2 separate regions of the Mus musculus genome follow, and region 2 is linked to region 1. The links are chromatin contacts, called in public promoter capture Hi-C maps. All regions are on one chromosome and are shown on one strand. Each heading gives the region's core, a stretch centred on a gene start, on an enhancer-like site or on the middle of the called end of the contact. The rest is flanking DNA. Distances are from core to core; before and after follow the strand shown. Region 1 holds the start of Bche (butyrylcholinesterase). Region 2 holds the start of Golim4 (golgi integral membrane protein 4).

The links. Promoter capture Hi-C pulls out the DNA fragments that hold promoters and counts their contacts.
Region 2: a promoter capture Hi-C map of liver shows a contact between it and region 1, with 9 times the contacts expected there. The contact joins the promoter of Golim4 here to the promoter of Bche in region 1. A contact is called at or near these places in 2 of 39 promoter capture datasets (both in liver).

Annotation. Positions count from the first base shown.
Region 1 is chr3:73,705,186-73,710,771 of GRCm38.p6, reverse strand. It overlaps Bche (butyrylcholinesterase), which reads left to right and starts at 2,357. Exons shown (of 4, transcript NM_009738.3): 1 at 2,357-2,637.
Region 2 is chr3:75,953,701-75,959,286 of GRCm38.p6, reverse strand. It overlaps Golim4 (golgi integral membrane protein 4), which reads left to right and starts at 2,338. Exons shown (of 16, transcript NM_001291069.1): 1 at 2,338-3,175. The coding sequence starts at 2,989.

The sequences.
Region 1 (5,586 bases), core at 1,108-3,607:
AGGAATACCAATGCTATGATAGTCCTTGAAATATTTCAATTGATAGTTTACATTATTAAGTAAATAAGAACCAGGAAAGCTACAACAAAGTATTTGACTGTCCTTATAGAGTTATAAAGTAAGGAAGTAGTATTTTCCTAAACTATGATATGTAAAATGCAAAAATTCAAGGTGTTTTTCTTTGTTACAGATACTTTGAAAGGGAAATAAATTGTTCTTGTTAAAAAGCAATGAAAGGGGAGAGGGTGGAATATCACATATACCCTGATGTCAGATGAGGCTCCTGGGTTAAAAGATGGGGGAAGAATAAGGAAAAAAAAAAGGCGGGGGGAGGGAGAGAGAGAAAAAAAAGAAGAAGGAAAAATTATTTGAAAAATGGTATGAAGAGATATAATTCCTTGTAAGGTAATTTACAATGCAGAAAAAAGTATATCAATAAAAGTTAAAGATCAGAACATTTTTGTACAAGACATCACCTAAAACAGTACCTGAGAGGTGTTGTGAATGGCTACCTAAAGAAGTTCTTTAAGGGCAGCAGACCAGGCCACCCTGAACGTGGGAAGGAGGGAGGAGTCAAGGGTTCTTGGCTACCCCATGAGAACCACGTTCAGCCAGTACAAAAACCCTTGCCAGAGTGCTGACAAAACACAAGGCGATGAGCCGGTGGCATGCAGCTTGCCTGCCTGACTCAACAAGCTTCCGGGCACATGACCAATATCATCACACTGGAGAAATGGGGAAAAGATCACAGCACAGACGCAAAGTACCTGTTGCATTTTCAGCCACAAGGGAAAGATCAGTAACACAGGAAGACGTGCTTTAAGTAGGAACTAATGTAGTGTACAGCAAAATGGGAGAGCTGAGAAACTCAGACAAAAATGAACTAAATGAACGAATGGGCCTCGAACCTAAGTGCTTCACTGAAGTAAAAATACTCAACAAAAGAAAAAAAAAAAAGTCAGTTTCATAATCCCCTAATATGGATTGCTACCTATTTTAAACATGTATTGCAGTCTTCTAGTATATGATTTTATATTTTTCATGACTATTTTAGAGTTGACACATATGTTATACAATATGGAGTAGACATGAGCAGCATGCACAAAAGCTCAGATAAATTCACCTACTAAGATCAGGGCTTGCGCTTAGATACAACTTTAAACTTCTATGGAAAACAAAGAAGTGGTGTTTTGATTGTAGTGTTTGTCACGTAATCGATATTGCCCAAGTAATACTTTACAGAGAAACGATAATCAGCTAATAAAAATGTCTTTTATCTGGAAAGCATTTGTTATAAAATGATATAAAAAACGTATAATCTGAAATTTTAACCCCCAAATTTAGTAGGGCTAGTAACATAGCAAGATTTTGAGATTTTGAAGATCAAATTTTAGCACCTGGAAATTTAATTAGTCATGCTAAATTCGTGTTCCTTGGGTTAACAGATTACATATAAATTATTAGTCATGAGCAGTAGCCAGGATGAAAGCACCAGTTAGTATATTTACATGTTTGAAATGTTACTTTCTACTAAAAACGAAGTGGATCTTTCTATAAATTTAGGTAATCTGTTAAATCTGTAGTGAGCCTTCAGCTGACAGGTTTAAGTAGTGAAAGCTGACATTTACAAAACCTTACAAGTGTATTTGAGAGTCAGCCCTTAAAGTGTTCCTGGAAGGTTTTTTCTTGTTTGTTTGTTTTGTGTTGTTTTTTTTTTTAATTTTTTTCACTTTTTATTTTTTTCTTGTTCTTTTTATTGTTTTGCAAAAATATATATGTAAGGTAAAATACGTTTGAAAATGAAAATATATGTTCACAAACACTGTCACTGCCGGGCTGGAAATGTTCTTTTAACTGTTTGCTGAAGAACTTTGGGCTTTTAATGTGTATAATAAATCATGGGTTTTCCTCTTATATATGACCAGCAGGGACTTTTGAGAAGTTGTCAAGACCTGTAAAATCTCTAGGACTTAAATAAGGGTTGAAATGCAGGGTGTAAGGGGCAGGAGTGGTGGTAGTCAGTTATTTAGCTATTGTAAGCACTCTTTTGATTTTCATAGTTTATATAGGGATTATTTTGTTTCCTAACAATGTTTTTTTTACGACGTTTTATGGTTGTACTATTTTCACAAAATTGCAGGTACACTTGGTTCCAATACCATTTCGTTAGAATACTTACTATACACAATGTTTAGTACCGTAAAACTTTTTAAAGAAAAAAAAAAAAAAGTCCACGATAGAGAACGAAAACAAAACAAAACAAACTAACCAAAACAAAACACCAAATGTTAAAGTCCGGGATAGTGCAAACTAACTCGCTCATTTTCTATTACTGACCCTCCCCGCCCCGCCCCTCCTTCTCTCCTGAAGCCTGCCTGCAATGGTGGAGGAAGACCCACAACCCTCTCTGAAGAAGTCACCGCTGCTTTTGTGCGAGCAGATGTCAGCCTGGGAAGCCTGGCCAGAGCCAGATCAAGTTGCTGCTGCCAGCTCTCGCGAGCTTTGTCTGGAAGAGTTGACTGAAATGTCAGAGTCCTGCAATTCACAGGCAGGGCGGCAGCTGCATCCCGCGCGTCCCCAAAGCATTGCAAGATTGCCACTTTGCAAACTTCCTCATCCTTTGCTGCAGTAATTCCGGTGAGTTGCTCTGATTTTTACAGATCTTGTGCTGAAGTTCCAGTGAAGATCGACTGAGGCAAGAAGGGAAGGAGATTTTTTTTTTTTTTCTCACGTGTTTGTGGTGCTCCCTTGGGACTAGTCCCTGACAAGGGAACAGGACAGAAGAGCCAGGCGAGAAGCCACTACCTCGGGGCTTTCTCTTATTCCGGAAGACACAAAGTTAATCCCTTTTTCTCTTGAGGACCGAGTGAATTTGTTATACATTGACCGAATAGGCATAGCACCTGTGGAGTCTCTTACATTTGTATGCATGTATGTATGTATGTATGAATGTATGTATTCCCTTTCTATGGAGACTTATTTTAGGCTAGGTTACCCTTTAATGCAGAGGTTAGTCAACCTCTTAACAGAAGTACTTATTTGAGCACACATGATAGTTTTCAATATCTTCTATTTTGCAATCACGTAGATTAATTTTCTCTTATTACTTAACAGGGCACTTTTACCAAGCAACACTTTGTCCCCTGAAACTTTCACAACATCCACTGGCATGCAGAAATCGAAAACTCCTTCTATGTCCAAGAAAATATATTCTCTAATTTAATTTACAAATACTTCCTTATCCATGATTGGCCAACTTTGAGTGTTTAAACCGGACAAAATTATCTTATGCTACCGTTATTTTTATAGGAATAGTATAAAAATGGGAAGTTTTGTCTCATCCTAGAATCCTGGAAATCTACCATTATTTTATAACATCAGCCTCAGTTTAGTCATTGACTATAAGATTTATAGGAACAGAAAAAAAAATTGAAAGACACACAAAATCATTTTATTAGGTTTCTATGTGATATATATATATATATTTCCCTAAGCAGGTATTCTGCATCTGAATGAATGTGTTCCAATGAGCAGGTACAATGCTTCATTAATATAAAATATAGAATATTTATAACAAACATGACTATAATTCACTTTCACAAAAGTCATATTGTTTGAAGACAGGAGGCTTTTAAAGATAACTGAATGAATTGAATTGTAAGTCTGGGGTTTTTATCGACAAAATACCATTACCTTCAGATGGCAAATAAACGCCTAGCCACATTTACAAAGACATGCTTTGTTCCTTTTGAGTGTTATTTTTGTTGATGTACAATATTCTACATCTTGAATTATAAGAAGAAATCTGAAGCTGTTTCCATATCATATTTTTATTAAAAAGTAAACCAAGAAAAATTTTAGAGGATATATGAATTTATTCTCCTCTATAAATTTAGTCTTTGATTTGATTTCTTGGTCACAAGTGCTAATGCACTTTAAATTTCATCTTTGATTTGCTTTGATGGTTTTCCAACATCTGATTATTCTTAGTGAAACTGACTGACTGTCTTATCAAATCTGGAGGTCACCACCTTTGCCCTAAGCCAGGTTTGGTCACACAAGTCCTCATTAAATCTATTTAAAGAGCTAAACTAATAGTGGAGAGCAGAAAACGGGTTGTACTCAATGGATACACTGGGAAAAGATACAAAGCTTTGCCTCCATTGTCCATCTTCAGAGTCCTGAAGAAAGGATAAAGTTCAAGAATGTGCCCATCCAAGCAGCCTGTTCAAGGTATGTTCCCAGCAAGCCTTGACCCTTCATCGTCTAGACTTCCATCTCATCCTGTAAGGTGTTCTTACACGTTGTTAGAGCTGTATAGAATCTCCTTCAAGGACATAAGTTCCCTTCTGGTTTATGTTTTCATTTTGTGTCATTCGTTTTCTGGGGAAATCCCCATCTCTTTGAGACCCATTGTTTTGATAGTATGATTGTCAGACTGAGACAACCAAGTGTATCTTTAGAATTTCTTCCTTTCTCTGAGGCAACTACAGTCATAGAAATACAACAATAACAGACAGAATTTACCTTCCAAAAGAAACCCAAAAAAATCTAGTAATTTAATATTCAGGTTACTAATATGATCTTGTATCCACTGTGATTTTAGTCAAGAATAGACTACAGGTCCTAACAACTCATCTATTACCCTGATTTGCTTGGATGTCTTAGCAGACATTCAATCTGTGGAACATCAGAATATAGTCCTTTCATTAACATATTGCTTCAAATGTGTTTACTTAGCCTGAAACAGAACAGTAATTGATTGGGTAAAGAAACTGCTGTTTTAGTCAAATGGCATTCCAATGTTGCTTCTAGACCAGCCCAGTGCTAACTAGATAGCACTTTACCAACATGTTTTACAAACCTCCGTTTCCAAATAAGATCCACAGATATTAGTCATAGTTTAAAAACAAGAATGTACGATACCAAAAAACTGAAATTATGAGTATTTTTTGTTTTTGACATTTTCCTTTTTTTTTAATTATTTCTAGGATGGTTTATTATTTTAAATATGTGACAATTTTTTTTACAAATAAATGATGATAGCTTTTTTATATCAGCATTTTAACACACCCATATCTTAAAGAATGTATATTACTTTGTATATTTCCTCATAAAATTGGCTGGAGAATTTAGATTGTGAATTTGAGTTAAAAGTAAAAGAGGGGATAATGTGCCTTTTTATTTTAAAAGTTAAATTTTTTAAAAGATTAGAATTTATAATATATTAGCTGTAAAATTTGATATCAATCAACATTTGTTAAACTTGAATTTGTTATCCTAATTCCCTTTTTGTGGTTAATGTTTGGTTTTTAATTCTAGAACTTATTTTCTGTTGACTTAGGGATAAAAGCTCCCAATCCCTTCAAAATACTAACTACTACTTCAAGGTGTGAGCTTATCTACTTTAAGATTGCTGCATTTCATATGAAAATTTTCCTCATTTTTTTAATGATAAGCTAGAGGCATTTAATATTTTACTTTTTAGCAGTTACCAGTTACACCAGAATGTATGAGAGGCAAGGAAGTTTTTTATATTTTATATTATAATTGAAAACTTTCATTTTGAAATCTCTTTATTTCTGT
Region 2 (5,586 bases), core at 1,089-3,588, 2.2 Mb before region 1:
TTATCGGATGGAACCTTGGATATGGCAGGCTCTAGATGGTCCAACCTTTTGACACAGCTCCAAACTTTGTCTCTGTAACTCCTTCCATGGATGTTTTGTTCCCAATTCTAAGAAGGGGCAAAGTGTCCACACTTTGGTCTTCGTTCTTCTTGAGTTTCATGCGTTTAGCAAATTGTATCTTATATCTTGGGAATTTTAAGTTTCTGGGCTAATATCCACTTATCAGTGAGTATATATTGTGTGAGTTCCTTTGTGATTGGGTTACCTCACTCAGGATGATACCCTCCAGGTCCATCCATTTGCCTGTGTATTTTCTGAGTGGTCTTTCCATCCTCCCTGTTCTGTACATTTCCTGTGCGTGCGTGCACGCATGTGTGTGAGTGTGTGTGTGTACCCAGAATAATCACATATTCAAGTATAGACTAAGATTATTGCTGAAAAAATTCATTTCCTTAGAGAATTTTTACAGATATCTTGCCGTTTATGGGCATATTTAGTTCTGAGGAATTCTAAAGAAATCCCACTAATGTCTCCCAATTGCTATGAGTAAAACGGAAAGAGGAAACCTTAAATGATGGTAAATCCCACAAGACTGGAGACTATGGGAGCTACACCATCACCAGGAAGCAGACTTGAGCTGCTTTAGACCATTTTCCCTTTAAATTAAGCATTCTTTCTTTTCTCCGAGACTGAGGATTGAACTCAGTGTCTACAGTGTTCTAGGTAAATGTTGCAACAGTAAGGCATCATCCCTAGCCCTCGTTTGACTTTTGATTTGAGACAAGGTCTCTCTCAATTGCCCATTCTGATCCTGGAATCCTGTTGCCTCGATCTCCCCGGTATCTCTGATTACAGGTTGTCCTACCAGGTCTGGCATAGTTTCACACTTAGGTTACATGTTTAAACGGAGTCATGATTTGTTTTCTACAGAAGGAAAAGGTAGAAAGGATAAGATTCTGATAAAATTCTCCTTTAGTGAGGAAGTATCTTTTTACAAGACCTAGAAGAGACTACAAGTATTATGGTCATATTGGCCAAATTTAGATTCTTTGTTTCCAACTCGTAAATCGAATGTCCTGGCTAAGATTCAGTGTAAGAGCATTTGGAACCAACATAATGTGATTTTTATTAGCTAAGTGCATATACCACCAGTCTCACTTATTTTTTACAGTGAGAGAAATGCCCTGGTCTGCCTGTGTGGCTCTTGTTAACCTATGATTTCAGGACTGACCTAAAAACATTCAACACAGGAACTGTCTTGAAAATGAATCTGGTTTAAGCAGATCTCCTTCGTTTAAAGCACTCATTCCCCATAATTAATTGTGATGACTAAAACACGGGCAGGATATCACAAAAAAATATGTAGAATGCAATATGCAGAATGTAAAAGTGCCACTGCACAACTGATACTTTTCAGAAATAATTTATTTCTCTTAGAATTCAGGTCAAGAGGAGAAACAAATTTATCATTTATGCATAACCTCAATTCCACACACACCCTGATTATATTGAAGAAAGAAATGCACTGTGGATTTCTTTGAAGTGGTTTGGCGTTATTATGCCTGTCTAACTTTTTGTTAAACGTAGTGGGTTTTGCTGGCCTTGAAAATGTAATTTAAAAATGTAACTGATTTTTTTTTCTGCTACCATTAAGAGAAATACACACAGCAAGATGAATGCATACTCATTTCAGCCTGTAAGATTTGTTTTTAAAATTATTCCATTTGCAGCCAGAGGAAACATGAGATCATTTCTTTCCTTCTGCCAACAAAGTGCTTTCCCCACCCCATGTAGACAGTCAAGTGAGCTTCAGGGTCCCAGCTTACTTTCTACCATTTTTGCACATAGCCTAGTGCCTCTAATGGGACAAGACTCAGTAGGCAGTCCTTGAGAGAATGTGAGAAGAACAAAGTGTTCATAAGCTGAACTCATTATGTAGGGTAAGAAATGAGCAGGGCTAAGCAGAGTGCACCCACGGTTGCTTTGCGGTTGTTGGTGTGCATATAAGCACTGTACTCTTGCTCCACGTGCATTCCAAGTGCTGGGACATACATGCACACACATGCGCAATGATCACCAAGCCTCAGGCCAGGACAAGTCCCTAGCCCTCCCAACCAGGCTCCTCCACCCCTCCGCACCCATCCAGGCTCCACGTGGGCGCACCCAGGCGCCAGGCGGCCGCGCGGCCCACGGAGCTCAGAGCCTGCCCAGAGCTGAGAGGGTAGGCGCGGCCCGGGGCGGGACGGACAAAGCTGGCGTCCAATGGAGCCCAGCATTAGCTCCCCGAAAGGAGGGAGCGGTGGCTTGCGCGGGCCCAATGAGCGGGGAGCCCGAGTGGGACTTCCTCCCGGAATCCCGTTGGCCATGATAGCGGGGCCGTGGGTGACACGTAAGTTGGGTGGGAGGTGGCGGGCGGCTGGAGCTTCCAGATCAGTGACACCAGCCCACCACCCCCCTTAACCTGACCAGACCAACCAGTCCCCATCTCTTCATCAATACCGAGGGACCGTTCAAGGGGACGCCGCCTGGAGCCAGGTCCCTTTGTTGGGCGCGCGTCCCCTACCAGTGGTAGCGACAAAGTCCAGCAGCGGGAGCCGGCGCGAGGGGCGGGGACTGACGGTGGGGACAGCGAGGCCAAAAAGTGGGGAGTAGGGAAAACCAAGCCGGCTGCGCGCGGGGACCAGTAGCAAGGGCAGCGGGCTCTGAAGTATGCAAAGAGACTCCACGCGGGCCCAGCCACTCGCGGAAATCCGACATCGCAGAAGTTTGGTGGCTGCTGGCCGGGTGGCGTCGATGACCTGGCGCCCAGCCGGCCGCGGGGGCTGAGCGGCCGCCTCTTCCTCTCTGGTCCGGCTTTTGTGTCTCGCGTCTTCTGCTCATGCCGTGTCCAGCTACTTCTCGCGGTGGCCGTTGCTGAGCTGTCCGACGCAGCCGAGGACCGAGGACACGACGGCTCCCGCCGCCGCAGCGCGGGGCACAGGAGGGACTATGGGAAACGGGATGTGCTCCCGAAAGCAGAAGCGGATCTTCCAGACGCTGCTGCTTCTCACGGTGGTCTTCGGCTTCCTCTATGGCGCGATGCTCTACTTGGAACTGCAGACGCAGCTGCGCAAAGCTGAGGCAGTGGCGCTCAAGTACCAGCAGCACCAGGACTCTCTCTCTGCCCAGTTGCAAGGTACAGTTAAGGGGAAGCGCACCGCCAACTTCTCTCTGAGCTGGTGCTGGTGCTGGAAAAGTAGCTTGGTGGATAGTTAGTTGGCTTTGCAGGTACCACTCATTGACCTTCTGGCGCATCTGAGGGAGCGGCCGCGGGGATGTTGGCTTCTGAGCGTATGTGTGGGAGATAATATCCTGATTTTCCAGCTTCCTCCCAGGAGTTATCTTTGAAATCCACAGCACCAGCGCACGGTCCTGCCTGGCGTTTGGTGGGTACATACAACACCAAGTCTTTTACCCGAAGCACTTGTCAAAGGCCCAGCTGCAATCTAGGCAAACAGCCCTTCTGCTACATCTGCCAATCCTTTCCCAAGAGGCAAGCCTTGGTTTGTAGACATAAAGAATTATGCAGACATTTTCTAACCCGTGTTCTTTTTCAAGGGGGGAAAAAAGAGACTATATACACTAGTGACTCATGAACGGAACCTGCAAGCTTGTGTTGTGATTAGTGCTCTTGTTATTACGTTTGTTCATTTAGTAGTTAACTTGAGAAATGTTGGGAGTGATGGTAAAGTCCACACCACCACTTGACTGTAGGTTATCCTACAGATATTTGCTTTTAAAAGGCTTGTCTCCCTGGAGAAACCTTTATTTAGCTGATCTGTAGAACCCTGTGTGTGCATCTTCAGGAAGGCACACGCGTGTTTTAGAGTTAGCTGTGAGAAGTCTAAAAGAAGAAACATAAAATTTCCCTTTGCCAGCCACAGACGACTCAGCTTGGGCAAGGTGTTCGCAGCTCGTAGCCTTTCATTTTAAGAATCACACTGAGTTTCCACGGTCTAGATGATTCCCGAGTGAGTGCATGGAAACACTTTGTGGTTCCATTAAGGTCATACTCGTTGTATGCATTTTTATGAATGATTTGGCCTGTCTTGCTGGTTTGTTTTCACCACTCATGAAGCTCTCTCTCTCTCCAATACAAAGCAAGTGAGAAATAAAGTCCTACCTAAATGCTGACCATCCTTGCTGTGAATGCAAATATAGCTTATTGAATCATCCTGGGCAAAAATAAGCTGAAGGGGGTATTTCTGACAGTGGGTGTGTGTACAAATATAAAACAGATCCTTTGCTTTGACCGAGCTATGCAGAGCATTTTCTAGTAAGAGACTTAAGATGGGAGAAATGATATGCAATTATTTGCTTGGTCTGATTTGTTTGTCCCAACTTAAAAGAAAAGAAAGTATTTTTAGCATCTTGGTGCTGCATGGCTCCAGCCAATGAAAATATGTGGCTGGGCTTCCTTCAGAGGGAAAGCTTGTTTTTGATAGTTTTTATATTTAAAAGAAAAAGTTTAAAGTATGGAAATTTACCTATGAGTTGTTGGTATGAGAACGGTGGATACTTGCTTATTTATTTAGAAAATCATGCCTTCCACATGAGTTTTAGTGTGTGTGTGTGTGTGTGTGTTTGTGTGTGTGTGTGTGTGTGTGGTGAGATGGCCAATGTTTGTTTTTCACTCTCCACCTTATTTCTTGAGACAGGGTCACTTGATTCAAGCTTTGATCTCACTGATTCAGCTAGACTGTCTGGCCAGTGAGCTCCAAGGATATTCGGTTTTCACCCCCTACGGCCCAGCACCCAGATTCCAGGCACACACCACTACACCTGGGTTCTTACACTGGTCCTGGGGATCCAAACTGAGGTAGTCAAACTTGCATAGCAAGCAAGCACTTGCCTGGCTGAGCTGTTGAGCCATAGTGTACTGTGCCCCTGAAATGTTACTTAACTGTTGCCTTGGCCTTGCAACAGTTGCAATGATTGTGTAGGAAGAATTAGTTCACAAGCTGGCTAAAGTTTCTGCTTATTTAAACACACACACACACACATACACACACACACACACACATTCAGGCTTGCTTTTAGCAACATTAATGTCCACGTCTGTGTCTCTGTGCTGTTTAATAAGGAACAGTTTCTGAAAGCATGCAGCTCTTGTTTTTCCTTCCCTAGGACAGATGGTATTTTACCCTGTGATGCCACACACACCACCATCATAGATGAGCTTTCAGAGTGTCTGATTTCATTCTTTTTTTTCCCCCCATTATTTATTTACTTGTTTGTTTTTGATGTGTATGTCTACATGTGAGTGTTCATGAGTGCAGAACTCGTAGACTAATGTCATCTGTCTCTTCCCATTTGTTCTTTCTCCACCTTTACATTTTGAGATGGCATCTTCCACTGAACCTGAGCCGGTTATTGATTTAGCTAGGCTGGCTGGCTTTGGGTATCTGCGGGTCTCTCCGCCACAGCCATAGGGTTAGAGAGAAAAGTGTAGGTCTGCAGGCCGCACTTTACTGCCTGCACCATCTCCTGAAACTCTCCCTCCCTCCCTCCTGTCTCTCTGTCCCTCTCACCTTTGTTTAAGCCTTG